3 separate regions of the Mus musculus genome follow, and all the other regions are linked to region 1. Evidence: chromatin contacts called from public Hi-C and Micro-C data. All regions are on one chromosome and are shown on one strand. The core of a region is the stretch at or near the end of the contact, and the rest is flanking DNA. Distances in the headings are between cores, read along the strand shown.

The links. A called contact is a pair of places that touch in the nucleus more often than the background predicts.
Region 2: a contact with region 1 is called in a Micro-C map of embryonic stem cells, with 4 times the contacts expected there. The contact joins the promoter of Eif3m here to the promoter of Ccdc73 in region 1. A contact is called at or near these places in 9 of 39 promoter capture datasets (the 3T3-L1 cell line, 3T3-L1-derived adipocytes, cranial neural crest and 5 more), 11 of 484 Hi-C or Micro-C datasets (the AtT-20 cell line, Sertoli cells, cardiomyocytes and 5 more), 3 of 115 datasets of contacts at active chromatin or transcription factors (T-cell acute lymphoblastic leukemia, bone marrow-derived macrophages and stem cell-derived neural progenitor cells) and 4 of 9 other capture datasets (adipose tissue, liver, macrophages and 1 more).
Region 3: a contact with region 1 is called in a Hi-C map of uterus, with 4 times the contacts expected there. The contact joins the enhancer-like site here to the promoter of Ccdc73 in region 1. A contact is called at or near these places in 11 of 39 promoter capture datasets (the 3T3-L1 cell line, 3T3-L1-derived adipocytes, the HPC-7 cell line and 6 more), 8 of 484 Hi-C or Micro-C datasets (the AML12 cell line, the HL-1 cell line, LSK cells and 5 more) and 1 of 9 other capture datasets (liver).

Annotation. Positions count from the first base shown.
Region 1 is chr2:104,884,949-104,887,648 of GRCm38.p6, forward strand. Ccdc73 (coiled-coil domain containing 73) reads left to right here and starts at 1,376. Exons shown (of 18, transcript NM_177600.4): 1 at 1,376-1,545.
Region 2 is chr2:105,015,672-105,018,371 of GRCm38.p6, forward strand. Eif3m (eukaryotic translation initiation factor 3, subunit M) reads right to left here and starts at 1,356. Exons shown (of 11, transcript NM_145380.2): 1 at 1,275-1,356. The coding sequence starts at 1,316. Gm38521 (predicted gene, 38521) reads left to right here and starts at 1,450. Exons shown (of 2, transcript NR_165821.1): 1 at 1,450-1,532; 2 at 1,999-2,700.
Region 3 is chr2:105,107,529-105,110,228 of GRCm38.p6, forward strand. All of the region lies in intron 1 of Wt1os (Wilms tumor 1 homolog, opposite strand), which reads right to left. Among named protein-coding and RNA genes, the nearest start is that of Wt1os, 18 kb to the right of the region's middle. Within about 2 kb of position 1,388, at least 66 of the 459 cell types and tissues checked have an H3K27ac peak or open chromatin away from gene starts, as enhancers often do. A contact at or near this core is called in uterus, where this site is marked.

The sequences.
Region 1 (2,700 bases), core at 126-2,625:
ATACTTATTTATCAGGTCTGAATGACTGAAAAAAATACAGTTATCCCATGTTATAACTTTTTACTTTGACTTATAATTCCTTGAGAAGCTATGAGGATAGTTGTTTTCTGTGTTCTCTGATTGACTAAAAGAAAAAAAAAAATCAAACAGAGTTTAAGGCAAGTACACATAGTCCTAATTTGAAAATGTAAAGCTTAGAGAACAGGAAGCTAGCTTACAACACTCAGGCCTGGGATCCTGGAGATAACCTGGAGAAATGTGGATAGGAATTATTAGAAGAGGATGGTAACAGCCAAACACTTCTAGATTTGATAGCAATGTGAAACAGAGAGCTTTACAAAGCAGGTTTTTTTGGTATTATTTTGTGTATATAAGCGTTTTGACTTGTATGTGTATTTGTGTACCCTATGCATGTCAGAGTCCTTTCAGATTTTGGTAGCATGGATAAGCTCTGTAGGCCTGGAACATACTGTATTAATAGTTGTATGGAATGAGTTCTCACCTGTGAACCATCGTGTTAGGTTTCAGAATAGAGAAGAGGTGCAATCAATAAGATTAGAATTTCTTTTTCTCTAAAGTTAAAAATTATCTCTGTCTCTCCTTCCCCCATCCCTTCTCTTCTTCTACCCCCTCCCTGTTTCCTGTTCCCTTCTCCCTGGCACAGGAAGCGATAAGAGGACAACGAGTGATAGAACTAAGAGGTCGTCAGGTCTGGTAGCAGGTGACTTCACCTGCAGAGCCATCTTGTTGCTCCCTACATTTCCTTTTCTATGTAATATTTCGCTTAAAAAACAAATAAACAAAAAACTACATTGTCTTCTTGATGAATAACATATTCATGAACATCAAACATCCAAAATCATAAGGTATTAAATGGATAGGCACCTCCTCCTTCTTATTCTTACAGCGTTCGTTGTTCCTAATCAATAACACTGGTTGGTATTTTTTTGTTATTGTTTGCTTTTAAATTGTTCCAAAGACTATTTAAAATGAACATAACAGAACATGGTGGCATAGTCCTTTAATTCCAGCACTTTGGATGTAGGTACAGGTAGGCGGATCTCTGTGAGTTTCAGGTAGCCAAGGCTACATAGTAAGACACTGTCCCAACACCCCTCCCCCGCCTCCAAATAATACGCAGGGCGGCAGTGGTGGTCTTCCCAGCGCTCAGGAGGCAGAGGTAGGCAGATCTCCGTTTTCGAGGCCAGCCTGGTCTGCAGAGTGAGTTTCATAACAAACAGGGCTACAAAGAAGAGCCCTGTCTTGAAAAAGAAAAACTAACATACGTCCGCTCCAATTCCTTAAATGTAGCCGCACAAATGCGGACTGAAAACCGGAAGCGCCTTTGGGTAGGGGAAGATGACCCGGAAGTGCTGAGCACTGAGCGGTCTTCGCTGAGGTAAATCAGGCATTGCGTTGAGCGCTGTTTGAGGTCGCTCTAATATTTTCACCCAGTTTCTTACCAAGGTCGCCCTGGACCTCAGGTGTCCCACCAAATCCTCGTGCTGACTTCCCCAGGCCTGGTCGCCCTCAAGTCTCCTTCAGGTGGGTCTAGACTTCCACCTCGGCCGCCACCCATCAGGTCTGCTGGTTGGTAATACGATGCTTGCGTTTTCTTAATAGGGTTGTGTGCTTTAGGGTGCTTGCTTTTGTTTGACCCACGTTTACGTTATGAATACAGTGTTATAATGTTGGACACCCTTGTCAAAAGTTTTGACGGAGTCGACTGCTCAGAGACAGGGTTTCTCTGTGTAGTCCTGGCTGTCCTGGAACTCACTCTGTAGACCAGGCTGGCTTCGAACTCAGAAATCCTCCTGCCTCTGCCTCCCAAATGCTGGGATTAAAGGAGTGCGCCACCACTGCCTGGCATTTTGTCACATTTAAAAAACTTAGTAAATTGGTGGGTATTACTTTACAGAACAGTTCAAGTATAGGGCAAAAATTATAAATCATGGAAGTATGTAAATATTCAAAGAAATTTTTAGATTTTCCGTATTTCTTCTGGTAATTTTATTCTGTCAGATTTTGAGTTAAGGTCTTGATTTGTATGTAATGCAGGAGGACGTCCAAATCTTTTATCCTCCTGCCTGAGCCTCAGAATGCAGGAATTTGACAGTATTATTTATTCTTCATGTGTGTTTTTTACAGACAGATTTAATTGGAAATTTGCTGGGAATAAAATTTCTGTCTTCAGCCAAGCAGTGGTGGCAAACATCTTTAATCCCAGCACTCTGGAGGCAGAGGCAGGTGGATGTATGTTCCAGGCCAGCCTGGTTTAAAGGCTTAGTTCGAGGACAGCCAGGGCTATACAGAAACCCTGTCTTGAAAAATAACAACAAACAAAAATTACATCCCCGCCCAACCAAAACCAAACCAAACCAAAACAAAAAAAAAAAAAAAAAACACACAACAAAACAAAAAACTGTCTTCTTAATCCCTATAATGCTGAATTGAATTATGGGCTTAAATTATTCATACATAATTCCGATCTTCTACCTCATGTAGAATTTTCAAAAAAAGTGAGTGTGAACTGTCAAAGAATTTATGGGATCCTGTATTTAATTGCTACCTTCTGTTTCAACCATGTGGAGTCCCTTAAGAGTCATTCATTGGGGGCTGGAGAGATGGCTCAGCGGTTAAGAGCACTGACTGCTCTTCCAAGGGTCCCAGAGTTCAAATCCCAGCAACCACATGGTGGCT
Region 2 (2,700 bases), core at 106-2,605, 130 kb after region 1:
ATAAAGCGTTCCATTAGAAAATGCACAGGTGCCAGGGTGAGGTGGTGGGCAGGGTGAGGTGACATATAACTGTGACCACAGCACTTGAGGCAGAGGCAGGGGGATCTCTACAGGTTCCTGGCCAGCCAAGGTTTAACAAGCCATAGTGAAACACTTCCCAAATATCAAAACAAGAAGGGGGTTGGGGAAAGAAAAAGCACGGATGTCAAATTGTCTGGACAAAGCCAAAAGAGCCTTGGGGAAAATAACCAACATTTTTAATCCCACAAATGTGTTTGGTGACCTCAGAAACCTAACAAACCCTTAGGTCTGATGGAATTATTTTTCCAAACAATAGCATAGTAATTTTATACAGAAGATGGCATGGTATTATAAAAAAGATATTTTGAAAACTCAAGTGTCATATTAGAAAAAGCAAAATAACAGCAGAAATCATTCTTTTTCTTTATGACACAAATATATAATCTAACCAAGATGTAAAGAAAGCATTTGTTCACTTCCTGCTTTACAAATCTTTTTCTAAGAATTAGTTAAGTTTAATGTTTTTATATCATTCTTGCTGACAACAAGACACTCTACAATATGGCCAATGCCAAGGCTCTATTCAGCCCCTGGCCTGAAGTACCTTTTTGGTAAATACTAGTCAATGCCTGGGAACTCTAGCTTCCTCTGCTGTCAAATACTCTTAATGCGGCATCTTTCTATGTGTGCATAACTTCCTTTCTTCTCCTGTGTAACATATGGAACCCCAAGTTTCTGTCAGTGGGTATTATAAAAGCGTATGCATGCTCACGAAGAACAGTTTGGGTTGTAGAAAATTAAAAGACTGTCATCCCAACAATTAACCTCCTGTTACAGAAAAAGGAGAAGCCATCTGTCCTGTACACCCAGGTGTAAACCCCAATTAGTGAACTTCAAAGTGTCCAGGATGGCCCGCCAGATGCTCCTGCCTCCCAGCCGCCTGGGAACAGAAAACGCGAGCCAACTAGTAAAATGCATGCCACCGTCGCCTGTGGCCGCGGAAGGCCCGCATTCACACGCTCAAAGTTGCTCCTGCGGGCCACACGCGAACTTAGCAGACGCTGGTCCCTGTCCCCGAAAAGTTCTGGGTCGTCATCGACGACTGCGGACGAGCCCTGGCGCCCACCGGGCCCGCATCCGGACCCTCGGCCGCGCACGCGCCGAGACCCAGGTCAGGAGAGCGCGCTCCCCCTCACGGGCTCCGTCCCGGGAATCCCCCGCACCCGTTGCCCCGAGGGCCCAGCATCGTGCACCTGGTCTTCCTCGCTGATATCGATGAAGGCCGGGACGCTCATGGTGAAGGCCGGGCTGCGGAAGACGCTCCGATCCAGAAACACGCCGACCGGAAAAGAGAGCGGTGCCGTACAGGGTTACGCACAACCGCTTCCGGGTCAGCCACAGAGGGCGGGCCTCGTGGGCGGGGCCCACAGTACTACTTCCTCCCCGCGGGCCTCTGCTTCAGCTCCTCGCAGGCTCCTACCTGAAATCTTCCCCTCTCCCCGGAAACTTAGGTGGGTTGGGCTAAAGTGTCCTCTGCCCGCCTGCTGCCTGCGGGTCACGGAACCCTACCTGGGCCAAAGCTTCGGGAGCCTAGAGAGCTCTTGCTGCCTCTGAGAGCTTTCCAGGTGCCCCCTGTCCCTAAAGCCTTGGAACTATTTTTTTTTTCCCCTGTGTTATGCTTCCCAGTTTGCTGGTCCAGTTGCTAGGCCATGCTCCTTGCTAAGTAAGGGTGACTAGTTTTCAAAGAATGCTCCCACTTAATTAATAAGGACTTATCCAGAATACACAGTGCCTCAGTGTATGTTAGGGATTGACTCCAGGATCCCTCCTCTAAGGATTCCAGAATCTATGGGGCTCAAGACGCTTACATAAAAATGGCTTAGTTCGTGTCTATATAACCTCCTGTGTACTTTAAGTCATCTCCAGGGCACTTAAAATAGCTAATCCAATGTAAATTCTATGTCCTCTGTTTTCTAGGGAATGACAAGGTCTGCGTATTCAGCACAGATATTTCTCCAGAATATTATAGTCTGCAGTTGATTGAACCTGGATGCAGAACTTGGAGCCATGAAGATCAAGAACATTGTAAATGCAACAATAAGGGGGAAATGCAATTAAAAAGTGGGCTGAAAAAGTAAAAACAGACTTTATTAGAGAATATACACATGGTATCCTCAGTTGATAGAATGTCCCCAATAAATGGCCTGTCAGGTATTTTCTTCCTTAATGATTGACATGGGAGGGCCCAGCCCACTGTGGGTGGTGCCACCCTGGGTAGGTGGCCCTGAGTTGCATTGAAAAGTAAGCCAAGCTAGCCACAAGGAGCAAGTCAGCAGGCAGCGAGCAAGCCTCTGCTTCAGTTCCCACCTCCAGGTTCCTGCCTTGGGTTCCTGCCATGACTTTCCTCAGCGATGGAGGTTAACCTGAGAGTTGTCAGATGAAATGAACCCTTTTTCCCCAGGTCGGTTTTTGGCCAATATTTTATCATAGCAATGGGAAGCACACTAAGACAATCTTCCTGGAGTACTGGGTTACAATGTGGAATGAGTGTGTGTGGGGGGGTACGTTCTCAAGGAAGAAAAGGAAGAGAGACTGGTTGAAAAGAGGGGAGCAGATTTCTGAGGGGGGAGAGGAGAGAAGAGAGGGTGTAAGAGGAGAGTGGGGCGCTGAGCCAGAACA
Region 3 (2,700 bases), core at 138-2,637, 220 kb after region 1:
TACACATATATATGACATTTCAAGGTCACAAATGAATGCTTCCCAATTTCCATCTTTAAGAGGACTACTAGTCTCAAAAGGGTAGCAAGAGGTTTCTTTTTTTTTTTTTTAATTTTTTATTAGGTATTTAGCTCATTTACATTTCCAATGCTATACCAAAAGTCCCCCATACCCACCCACCCCCACTCCCCTACCCACCCACTCCCCCTTTTTGGCCTTTTTGGCCTTTTTGGCCTTTTTGGTTCCCCTGTACTGGGGCATATAAATTTTGCGTGTCCAATGGGCCTCTCTTTCCAGTGATGGCCAACTAGGCCATCTTTTTATACATATGCAGCTAGAGTCAAGAGCTCCGGGGTACTGGTTAGTTCATAATGTTGTTCCACCTATAGGGTTGCAGATCCCTTTAGCTCCTTGGGTACTTTCTCTAGCTCCTCCATTGGGAGCCCTGTGATCCATCCATTAGGTGACTGTGAGCATCCACTTCTGTGTTTGCTAGGCCCCGGCATAGTCTCACAAGAGACAGGGTAGCAAGAGGTTTCTTAGTCTGTACCAGCTTCCTGGCCATAACTCTATTGGAACCATTTTAGGACATCTCCAAAAAGACAAAGAACATTTTTCCCATAAGTCTCACAATCTCTTTCTTCTTAAATCTCTGAGGTGTTGTGGTTGTATGGGCCCAAGTATTCATATTTTACTATGATTGTGTTTAAAGTCCTAAAATAAGGGCTGGCAAGGGTTCTCAGAGGAAAGTGTGCCCAGCAGTAAGAGTTCAAGCCGTGCGACCTTTATGTCCTTTATGGACAGTAGTGACTCTGGTCAAGTTGTCCTCTGGCCTCACAGACCCACAACAACAAGTATGTACCCAGTTTTAGACACAGACACAATAAAATAAATGTTTAAGGCTGGAAAGATGGCTCAGTGGTTAAGAGCACTGGCTGCTCTTCCAGAGGACCTGGGTTCAATTCCTGGCACCCACATGACAGCTCACACCTGTCTGATACTCCGATTGCAGGGGACCTAAAACCCTCATACACATACAGGCAAATCACCAATGAACATAAAAATAAAATAAATGTTAAAAAATTAATAAGAGAAACAATATTTAACAAAACTGTTGAATCCAAAAGACCACCAGGAAGCAGGTGGACCATCTTGCCAGGACCCCAGTTCGACCATTTTGCCTGGGCCAGCCTCCCCCCCCCCCACACACACAGGCTTCTTGGCAGGAGGCAGAAGGTCCTAAGTCTTTGCCTTAATTTTTTTTCTGACCTGAATAGTCTGTCAGAGTCTGTCTTTGTTCCATTTGTCAAAACACCATTGTTCTCTCCGCACTGTGGTGGTTTCATTTCCATTGTTTAAGTATCAGAAGTCAAGGCAGCAGCAAGTAGACGGGAGCAGGGCTTGCTGCCTGCATCTGTGGCCCAGAGCCAGGCTCATCTCTTGCTGTTTAGCGGACCGTGGAAATCATAGCCTGCCAACCAACTCTGGCTCCGTTACAAGGTTACAGCTCACAAAAGAGTCTCTGTCACCAGTTACTCTGTGCCAGGGCCACAGTGCACTGGATGGCGAGTCCCAGAAGAGGGCAACCTTTCCTCCCAGATCTGCTATCTTTATGGACAACAATAAGATCATCTGGAAGAAAGCACACCATTCTGCTAAGAGAAGTATCTGATAGGCCTGTTTGTGTGTGTGTGTGTGTGTGTGTGTGTGTTCGTTTGTTTTTAAGAGATTGTGATTTCCCACTGTTATGAAAACACACTCACTGTTCAGAGTTAACCTAGGACCTTATTTTTAGGGACACAGAATAACCCGGGGCATTTTAACTCCTGAGAAGAAATAAACTTTGAGCTGGGCGGTGGTGGCGCACGCCTTTAATCCCAGCACTTGGGAGGCAGAGGCAGGCGAATTTCTGAGTTCGAGGCCAGCCTGCTCTACAAAGTGAGTTCCAGGAAAGCCAGGGCTACACAGAAAAATCCTGTCTTGAAAAACAAAACAAACAAAACAAAAAACAAAAAAAAAAAAAAACCAAAAACCTTTGAATGAGCCTTCAGTTGTGAATTGTTTTATATTTGTCTTTAACATCATTTGCTCAAAAATCGAATTTTAAAATGGAATTTAAAATGTCATACTTATGTCAGGTGTGATGGGACAGGTTTATGATCCCTATACTTGAGAGGTGGAGGCAGAAGAGTTTTGACTGTGATACCAGCCTGGGCTGTATAATAAAATCTTGTTATAAATAAACTGAAATTAAACAAAACACAGAACAACAACAGTGAAAACCCTGATTCTTATGTTAGATTGAGTCAAATACTGCATAAGAGAAAGCGGCTTACTTTTAAAATTAGTGATTCTTTTTCTGATTCTATAAATTGTCATTTAAAATTTGGTTGAGATCATTCATTAAATATGCAAATATCTTTGAAAATAATCATGGGGATTCAGTTTGGCCATTTGGAGGATTCCTAAAGAGAGGGTCTTATCAAATTCCTGAGAGAAAATACTAGTTCCACTTGTGGGCTTGATGCAAAGGATGGCTTTAGATTTCTGAAAGCCAACAATAGATGCAGAAGCACAAAGAACAACATCTTCAAAGCCCAAGTAACAACAATTGCTGCTCTGTAATAATCAAGCCAGTCAGACACCAGTGACGAGAAGGCTAAAGTCATTTGAGACATACAAGATCTAAATCCATATCCG